Linked DNA regions of Mus musculus: region 1 is linked to region 2. A link is a contact called in public Hi-C data. All regions are on one chromosome and are shown on one strand. The core of a region is the stretch at or near the end of the contact, and the rest is flanking DNA. Distances in the headings are between cores, read along the strand shown.

What was found. A called contact is a pair of places that touch in the nucleus more often than the background predicts.
Region 1: a Hi-C map of rod photoreceptor shows a contact between it and region 2, with 1.7 times the contacts expected there. The contact joins two enhancer-like sites. A contact is called at or near these places in 1 of 39 promoter capture datasets (the C10 cell line), 2 of 15 datasets of contacts at CTCF or cohesin (large pre-B cells and pro-B cells), 20 of 484 Hi-C or Micro-C datasets (the C10 cell line, DN3 thymocytes, the G1E-ER4 cell line and 14 more) and 1 of 115 datasets of contacts at active chromatin or transcription factors (large pre-B cells).

The regions. Positions count from the first base shown.
Region 1 is chr1:166,882,803-166,887,504 of GRCm38.p6, forward strand. No RefSeq gene overlaps it. Among named protein-coding and RNA genes, the nearest start is that of Gm33404, 30 kb to the left of the region's middle. Within about 2 kb of position 2,414, at least 4 of the 459 cell types and tissues checked have an H3K27ac peak or open chromatin away from gene starts, as enhancers often do. A contact at or near this core is called in pro-B cells, where this site is marked.
Region 2 is chr1:166,792,566-166,797,442 of GRCm38.p6, forward strand. No RefSeq gene overlaps it. Among named protein-coding and RNA genes, the nearest start is that of Gm33404, 60 kb to the right of the region's middle. Within about 2 kb of position 1,271, at least 59 of the 459 cell types and tissues checked have an H3K27ac peak or open chromatin away from gene starts, as enhancers often do. A contact at or near this core is called in pro-B cells, where this site is marked.

The DNA.
Region 1 (4,702 bases), core at 1,164-3,663, 91 kb after region 2:
ACCCTGTGAACCAGGGAGAAATAAGAATACAAAGCAGATAAGTAGAGCAATACTGACCAACAGTACAGATGTTCCCCTGATGTGGAATCTCCTAGGAAATCCTACCCAGAACTATGCCTTCCAAAATAAAATCTTATCATTATTTGTAGCAGAATGATGTCACATAATTTCACAATGAGATCTAAGTAGAAATGCAGACCTAAAGGAAGCTTTCAGAAACCTTCCAAAGCAAACCTGACATGTACCCTTTTTCCTTCCTCATCTCTTCAAACCTCTTTCTTGTCGAATGGCTAGAGGATGTGTTAGTTATTTGCCTCATTGTAACATCAAGACACCTGAGAAGAGTGGCTTAAGGAGTGAAGAGTTTATTTTGGCACGTGATTTCAAGGAAGGATTTTCAAGTCCTTCTCGACAGAGGTTTGTCCTCATCTCTCTCTCCTTCTCATGCCATACAGGACTCTAGTCTATGAAATGGTACTGCCTACATTTATAGTGTGTCTTTACACCTCAAAAACCTGATCTAAATAATCCCTCTTAGACATATAAAGAGATTTGTCCCCATAGTGATTCTAAATCCACTCAGGTTCACGGTCAAGATTAAACACAATAGCGCTACCTCCTGGCCAACCTGACACCCAAACACATCACTTTGAAACCATAATTTTCTACTCATGGTCCTCATAGACTCACATTCATCTTGTAATGCAAGATGAATTTCAACCGCAAAGGTCCCCACAGTCTTAAAGAGTTGTAACACTTTAATAGTAGCAGAGTCCAAACTTCTTCTGAGACTCCAGGCAAGCTCTTAACCAAAGCTCCTATAAAATCAAACCTAACCCTGTGTTACATGCCTGTCACAGAATAAACATTTCCACTTGACATCTATTAAGCACAATGTATGAATGGGGGAAACATCAAATCCTGACGCTCTGTGTCTCTCGTGGAAGTGAATGCCCATTCTTTTTCTTGTTTATCTGCAGCTCCCTCTCGTCTTCTTCGCTAACATCGGCGCATGAACACACCATCCATTCACCCATGCTCACATTTCCTTCCAACTACTTCATCCCTTCTTTGTTCCTCTTCAAAACTCCTGAATGTTCTCTACCTCTGCTGTCTTCAAATGCTTCCTTCCTGTTTTCTGTGGTGCTAATGACATAGAAACTAAAGACCTTGAATTGTTGAGTCCAGGGCTCAATTATATATTCTCACCTTAATTGATCCATCAGTAATATTTGGCACTCTACTTGGAGCAAATTCTCTACTTGGAAACACTGTCAGACACACTTGAACTTCTCTCCTGAGAGCTGGTCACCTTTCCTTTCCCTGGATGGTAAGCCTCCCTTCAGCTGTGTAGTTGTTTAAGAAACATTCCTAAACTCTTTTCTATTTTAGGGGGAAAGACTCACAATACTGCCCAAGACGATCTCTAACTATAAATCCCAGGCCCAACTTGAGATCTGCCTTCTTTAGCCTCCTTGGTGTTGTGATTTACAAACAGGTACCACCACGCAGAGCTTCGCTCTTTCTATTCCACACCTAAATGTGTTCCCACTGGGAATTCATCCAAACTCATGGCTAAGAAGCCTATAAAACTGGCTATGCATGGAAAACTTCTATAGTTACAAATAACATCTATATTAACTCTCTTTCAAAGCATGTTCTACTGGCATGTCACCTTCCCAGTGAGACTTTGACAAACCATATTTCTGATGCAACCTAGGGACAGTGAAATTTAAAAATAAGTAAAGTCCTTTGCTTCCAACTTGTGAACTTGTGCTGAATCCCCATGACCAACACTGTAGGCAAGAACGCTCCTACAGGTTGTCTTCTGACATCTTTTCACACAGGGGCGGGTGTGTGTGCGCGCGCACACACACACACAGTGTAACATTTAAAAAGATACTGTCAACTTCTACTTCATCAGAATAGCCCCTTCCATCTCCCTTACTTTATTCTCCTTCATAATACTTTTTATTTGTTATTATGTTGTATATTTATTTATGTTTCCAAGTCCTGGACTGTGGCTTTATGAGGACATGGACTTTTGTTTCTATATAGCTATAGTCTTAGAATTTGGAATAGGGTCACACATAGGAAGCACTTAATAAATATTGTTAAAAGAATGAATGGGTAGATGTTCTTCCAAGTGATAGCAAAATATTAACAAAATTGTATTTGCAAGCATTCATTCTTATACAAAATTGGTGGCTCTAATAACAACATCTGTATTCTTACTTCTAAAATGTTTCATTTCCTTGAGCCTCTCACCTGTTACTATATTTTTAGCTTTCAAAATGCCCACACAGATATTCCCTACAGAATCCTAAAAGTTGCAAATATGAGAGACAGATGTCCACTCTCAAAGAGCTTGACTCCCTAACCACCGGAACCTGCAGATGTCTATTATACAGCAAAGGGAACTCTATAAACTTCCTGTTTTCAAGCATACAGCAGGGGAAGGACACACCTCATTATACCTATGGACCCAAACTGATTACATGAGCCCTCTAGCTGGAAGAAGAAGTAGGCATTAGAAAGAGCAATGAGTGTCCATTGCTGGCCTTGGAAGAAGCCATTAAGTCAGAGAGTGAAAACATCTCATGGTTTGGAAGAAAACTGTCAAGTTCAAGGAGGTAAATTCTGCCAACCACCTGAGCAAGCCTAGGAATAAGCTCTGCCCAAGAACATCCAAATAAGAGTTCTGCCTGGTCAGCATCTCAACTTAGCATTTTAAACATCTTAACAGAGAACCCAGCTGAGCCATCCTGGACCTGTGCCTAGCGGCAAGGGACAAAGAATCAGTGTGTTTTGAGCCACTGAATGTGACTGTGACAAATGAACACTAATCTACCAAATGGCTATCAGTGAGTGACTGGGAATTCTAAAATACTTGTAACATGGGAATATTCTCTATTGTCCAAAGAGTCCGGTCTACTCTACCAGAGTTGGCTTCCATTGGATTCCTAGAATATCAAACTGATACATTATTAAATGCCTATTGTTAAGTGTCACTTCCTTTTGATTTTCTTTGTGTCAGAACTTTAAAGAAACTAAAATATTGAAGTTCATTCTATATCTACTCCCAGGTTGTAGGGGAAATACTCTCACGCCTTCAGCCTCTGCATCTGCTGAGCTAGGCTTAACTAATGGGCTGGTTTCCTATTAAGCTTCAGGGAAGTCAGTAATGGCTGCTTTCATAGAATTAGCAAATGCCACCAAAACTAAAGGTCAGATCAAGTTGAAATTAAATATAGTATTTCCAGTGGGGCAATGCAGGGTACTTTAAAGAGCAGTCCCCACACACCCCAGCATGCCCTAGCAATGGCTATTCATTGAGCAAAATATCTTGAGTGCTAATGGAATCCAGTTCAACTCTTTGTCAGTCCCTGGCCTTTGCCACCTGTGACCCATATTAGCCACAATAAGTCTATTTTCATCAAGAAAGCCCCTTAAGTGCCCAATGAGAAGAAGGGTCTTGTGGCTGGGTCCATGTTTAAGATCTTACATTCACCCTTGCATGCTTCTCTGCTGCCCCCAACACAGCCAGCATTCAGTATCAGCAAAGCAGGAAGCTGGACATTTGTTTATCTTTTCAAGTTGCTTTGGCTGTGAAGGGCAGAGAAACAAAAAAGGATGGGCAAAGGGTGTAGCTGGGCTGAGTCTGCAGAAAACTCCAGAAGTGGAGTGAAGCAGGCAGTGTGTGAAGCAGAAGGAATACACAAATGTGGAGCCAAGCTATTGATGATGCACATCTTAGCTCTGCCACTTATAAAGTCTGTGTTCTTGGATGTACTTTTAGCCTCTGGTTTGTTCATCCACTCAGTGAGGATAGTAATAAAAACATGAATTGAATTAATATGCATTACTATTCCAACGTATTTTATCTGTTTTCTCTTCTTTTTTATCCAATGGTATTTATTACCATCTGGCATCTGCATGTTCTGTGTATATGGATGAATATTTGTCTCTATCTCCTCTATCCTATATGTGATGGAAGGCTCATGACAGTAGGGATATTCTCCGCTCTCTGCCATCTCCACTGTGATGGATTCCATCCAGAGTGTCAGCTAAAACAAAACCTTCTTCCTTCAATTGCTTTTGTCACACCAATTTAAAAAGTAGTTGAGACAGGAAATTGGTTCTGAGAAGTGGGGCAGTTGCCATGATAAATCTGACCATGTGGTTATAAACCCTTAGAGCTATTTTGCAGAAGGACTGTGGCAGAGCTCAGAGCAATAGGGAGAGATGTCCTAGAGTAATGTTAACAGAGCTTAACTGCCATTCTAATGGCTGTGCATATGGCCAGGATGGCAAGAGAGATGAAGACAGTGAAGGCCTATTGAGGTTTCAGAGGAGAATAAGAGCTCTACTAGAAATTTTGTTATAGAACATTTGTAATATTCTGATCAAAAAAAATTAAAAAAAAAAAACAGGCTGCTTTCTACCTGTCTCTTAAAACCTTGATGAGATTTAATCTAAAAGTAATACATTATTTCTTTTCTTTGTATTTCAAGATGGGATTTCTCTGTGTAACAGCCCTAACTGGCTATCCTGGAACTTGCTTTGTTGTCTTGGCTGGGCCTCAGACTCACAGAGATCTGTCTACCTCTGCCTTCCTAGTGCTGGGATTAAAGACATGTGCCACCACTGACTGTCTGGTTTTTTGGTTTTGTTGTTGTTGGTGGTGGTGGTGGTGGTGGTG
Region 2 (4,877 bases), core at 21-2,520:
TAAGGTGAAATGGATCAATACTTAGATAGATACAAACAACCAAAATTGTTCAACAGAAATAATCTCAATAATCAGAACTTTAGGAAAGAAATTTAATCTGTAGTTCAATTCTCTCTCCAGCTAAAGCTTCGCATTTGTGTGGCTTACTTCATGAGTTCTGCCAAGCATTTAGGGAGGAAGTTACATCAATTTTATACCAACTGCTTCACGAAGCACCTCCCAACTTGTTTTATGCCATCATTGTACTGACCACATTCAACGCTGTAAGGAAACAAACTGCAGACCCGTGTGTACTTAGGAACCTGAAAGCAAATGCAACAACAAAGCAAAAGTCATTCCCAGTGATAGCTAGCATAGAGATCCAGCATGAGCAAGTGGGACTTAATTCCAAGACTGTAAATCTACCGATTTATAAAATCCAAACAACATGACCTCCACTTCTATCGGGGGACAAGGCCCTATAGGTGATAATGGGACACAGTGGGGCACATGAGTGGTATCAGGATCACCGAACTTCTGTTCCCAATAGAGGTCATTTATATTAATTATGTTTCTCATTGTTGTAACCAAACACCCGACAGAAGCAAATTAAAGAAGGAAGGGTATTTTGGGCTCATGGTTTAAGAAGGGATACAGTCTACCACAGAGGGTAGGCAGGGAAGTGGGCACACGAGGCAGATGGTCACATTGCATCTGAGTCAGGAAGCAGAGAGCTGACAGGAAGTAGAGCTCAGACAGAAACCTCAAGGTTCATCTCCAGCAGCCCACGTCCTGCAGTGAGGCTCTGCCTCTTCAAGGTTCCATAACCTTCTGAAATAGAGTCTCCCATTTGGCACACTTCTCTTGAACCCACAGCCCACGGTGATCTCACAGAACTGCACTGGTAGCCTTTTCTGGTTGTTGTTGAACATAATCACTCAAGAAATTCTTAGGAGCTATCTCTGGAGAGCTGGACACAGTTGTGGGTATAATGCTGCCTAGAGAAGAGACACAACAATACCTCCCACAGCCTCCTGGGAAAGATCCAGTCTCAGGCCTCAATCCAGATCAACAGAACCAACACCAGCTCAGAAAAGGACAAGCAAAAAAAATTTTTTTTTCTGAAGAACTTAGCCAACATAGAAGCTTTCTTTAGCGGATAATGCACTTATACAAACATCTGATGACCCCTTTCTTTCTAAAGTGACACTGAGACCTGGGGACTGGCTGTTCTTCTCTTGACAAGAGGTCCTGTTACAACAATCCCCTAGAACTGAATCACAGACTGGTACAGGCCTGCCAAGAATCCTGACTCACCAGCCAAATGGTACTCCAAGGACACCCAAGGACATGGCTGGAGCTGCAGCCACCTGTGAAGCAAACTGAGAACCAAAAGGCTGCCCAGACCCAGGCTCGGTCTGTGGGATGTTTGCTGGGAAGGTCAGCCAGATCTCAGTTCCACCCTCCTCACCTCTTATGTCTTTAGTGGCTAGTTTTAGTTCTCAAAGCTAACTAGAACACCAAATTCCTTTCACTAAGACTCAGACTAAGACACAGACTTAAAAGAATGAGGAAAACCTGCCTTTATGGGAACTTTGGAAAATTAAAAGAACTGAACAGCAGTCAGAATTGCAAAGCTGGTAATATATATTTTATAAGGGTTAACTTTCTCATACTTCCTTTTATAGAGCAAGAGATATTTGAATTCCTCTTCTAGTCAAAGAGGGAAAGTAAGCCTTGAACCTCCAAATTTACTCAACAATCAGATCAGCTCAACCCGAAATCTCACAAATTCCATCTTAGACCTGTCAAGGTCACATATGCCCATTGTCAACACAAGTTAGTTCTCAGTAGCCTGCCCTCCTGGAATCCCGAACCATGTCAGTCAGGCATTTAGCCCAGGACACCATGAGCAGCTTGGATGCTGTGTACACTTAAGTTTCTACCCATCTTGGGGTGTGGGGAATCGATTCAACTCTTCAGCTGTGTCACATCACATGGTCCCTGGTAAAATGTTTCACCAACGAGTTTAGTGTAGAAGGCAAGACGAGCTTAGCAAAGCTTTTAGTTATACTACGCACTTGATGCTGTATTAACTGCTCCTGAAGTCAAGACAGAGGATACAGTCCCCGAACAGTTGTCTCCATCCCTAGTCAAGTTAATTCCATCTTTTTTTCCTGTTTTCTTCAAAGGCCTTATGCACTAACCCTTTCCCTGTGGCTGTTTACCCATCAGAAGCCTCACTCAGCAGAGGAGGAGCCCTCTTGTGGCCAAGATGGTATCTTATTTGTCCGTAGAGGCCCAGATCCCAGCATGGTGCCTGTCACGTAGACTCAATAAATGTTGAACGAATGGGCAACGTCCTGCTATGTGAATGAGAATATTCTCCAGTAAGTGTGCCGTCCTAACGATCTTCTCTGAGGGCATTGGCCTGCTGTTTCCCCGTGGTGTTAGAAATGGAGAAGGCTGACTGAATAATTCCACGGCTTCCTTCTGAGCTCTTCCCTTAGACACAGACCACTGTCAGGTTGCTAATACTGTTTCCCTGGGCCCACCACGAAGGATGCCGAGCCTTATCACTCTAAGGTGTTTGCTTCACGTAGCAACTTGCTTTTTAATGAGCTTGTTTATCTCACCATCTCGGATGTTAATGTGGTCGGGAGGGAAGCATGCTGATTGACTATTACCAAGCAAAGTGGAAAGCCTCCAGGGAGAGCATCAGCTACAAGCTATGTGCTAACAATTATTCAATAACCAAATTTTCTTAAAAGAGAGAGAGAGAGAGAGAGAGAGAAACAACACAAGAAGAAGTTGGAAAAAGCACAAAATGAGCCACAGAAAAATAGGACAAGTTTGAAAGTTGCTCACATATCCAACTCTCAGCTTCTAGCTGGAGCCTGCTGGACTGTAAAGTGACTTCTGGCACGTCTACTTTACAGAGAGAAAATAATCCTAGGCATAAAGAAAGGTAGGTTTAAGGCCCACTGCTCCATCTTTCTCAATCTTTCCTTTTCTGATTTGCTTTCATGGTAGCAGTCTGGTTGTTGACATCTGGCATTTTCTTACAGGACAGCTCCAGCTCGTTGCTCTGTATTTGCAAACTTCCCCCCAGCCCCCTCTAGATGAGTTCTCTACTCTGTGATATGATGTGACCATAGGCTGGTCTCATTGTCAGCCTAGCCTAGGCTGCTTTCCTTCTGCCTTCTACTGGACTCAGCTTCTCCTGTCCGGTGCCGCTACAGTACCAAGTCCCATCACAGAAACTTCATGCTTCGAGGGCAGTCACTGCTGCCAGAGTTCCTTCCTCTCAATTGTCCCTAATAACATTGTCTTTCTCCCAAAGTCTTTGAGATTATAACTGCCTCTCTCTATGGCTAAACTCTGTGTGCCTCCATACATCTTATCTGTTGTTTTAACCTTGTTCACACTTCTGTAGTTTTTAAATTCACATTTCTTAATTTGCACTACCTATTTGGTATAGGTTATTTATGCAAATATTATGCAAATAATATACATCAAATCAGCAGTGACACCTAGCTGTCACTTTTCATTTCCTAGTTCTCTATAGGTTTTGGTAGCTTACCCCATCCTTCCATCAACATGTTTGGGCCTCCACTGTAATCAAATCCTTATCCACAATGTATAATTAAGGAAAGTGTGACTCTGAAGCTAAGCCACTTATCCAAAGGTATTTAGACATCTAATTACTTTTTCCTAAGGAAAAACAACTTCATGCAAAAATAACACAAACATACTCTGAAACAGGAAGAAACTTTAAATTCTCCTTAGGGAGGTGAGGAAAGACAAGAACAAAGCAAAAATTAAAAAAAAAATGTGTGTGTGGAGTGGATGGGTGGACTGATCTCAGAGAGAAGCCAGGCCATTTCTCTATGGCAGGCACCTACTAGAAAGACTGTGTGCCTGTAGGTTCAGTAGTTTGGAGAAACTGTCTCAGATAGTGATGCACATTTGTCTGGCTGTCTTATTTGAAGCAAGCACAGCAACTGGAGGGAGTGAGAGATTGGAGAGAAAGGGGGTGGGCTGGCATTCATCCATCTCAAAGGCGGGGGAGGTGAATTTCTCCATTTAGAAAACACAGTTGGATGACATGACATGGCCAGGGTAGAACAGTCCTTCAAGGCTTGTGGTCGGAAAGCAATTGAAGATGCCCAGAAGTCTTATTTGCAAACATGCATCCCTGTCTTTCATCCTCGCTCAGCTCCTCTCGGGCAAATGGAGCATTTGTTTCAATCTCAGGGCAACTCTGCTAGCTGTTTATCACAGGGAACGGGGAGAGAAGCCAGGAATTTTTTAGGAAGGATTGTCTATAATGCCAGAATGTGGACTCCAGGTGAAGAGGAACGAGGCCAAGGTGGGGTGGGGGGCCGAGGGGGCTGGGAGGGCTGGCAGATTGTTAGGCTTAAGGGGGTAGAAGGTAATTTTTAAGTAAGTTAGCTGAGCTGAGCGGAGTTAACTTTGTACCTGGAGTTGAAATTTTGGATGACCTTGTGGTCTGCAATATCTTGTTCTCAGGTTTGTCCTCACTATTGAGTGTGATGCTTGATGTGAAGCCAGCAGTGCCAGATGACGCATGAAAAAGGAGGCTTGCCAGGCTCAGGGGAAGCTCGGATTTAGAAGGGGAAAGACAGTCTGTCCAGAGCTTCCATCTATTTTATAAGCACATAGGAAACCTCTTTTCTCTTCCCTCCCCATACTCTCAGCATCTCTCCCTCTCTGTCTCTCTGTCTTTCTCTCTCTGTCTCTGTCTCTGTCTCTGTCTCTCTCTCTCTCTCTCTCTGGCTCTCTCTGTATTTCTGTCACTCTTTGTATCTGTCTCTCTCTGCCTCCCTCTCTGTCTCTGCCTCTCTCTGTGTCTCTCTTTGTCTCCACCTCTGTGT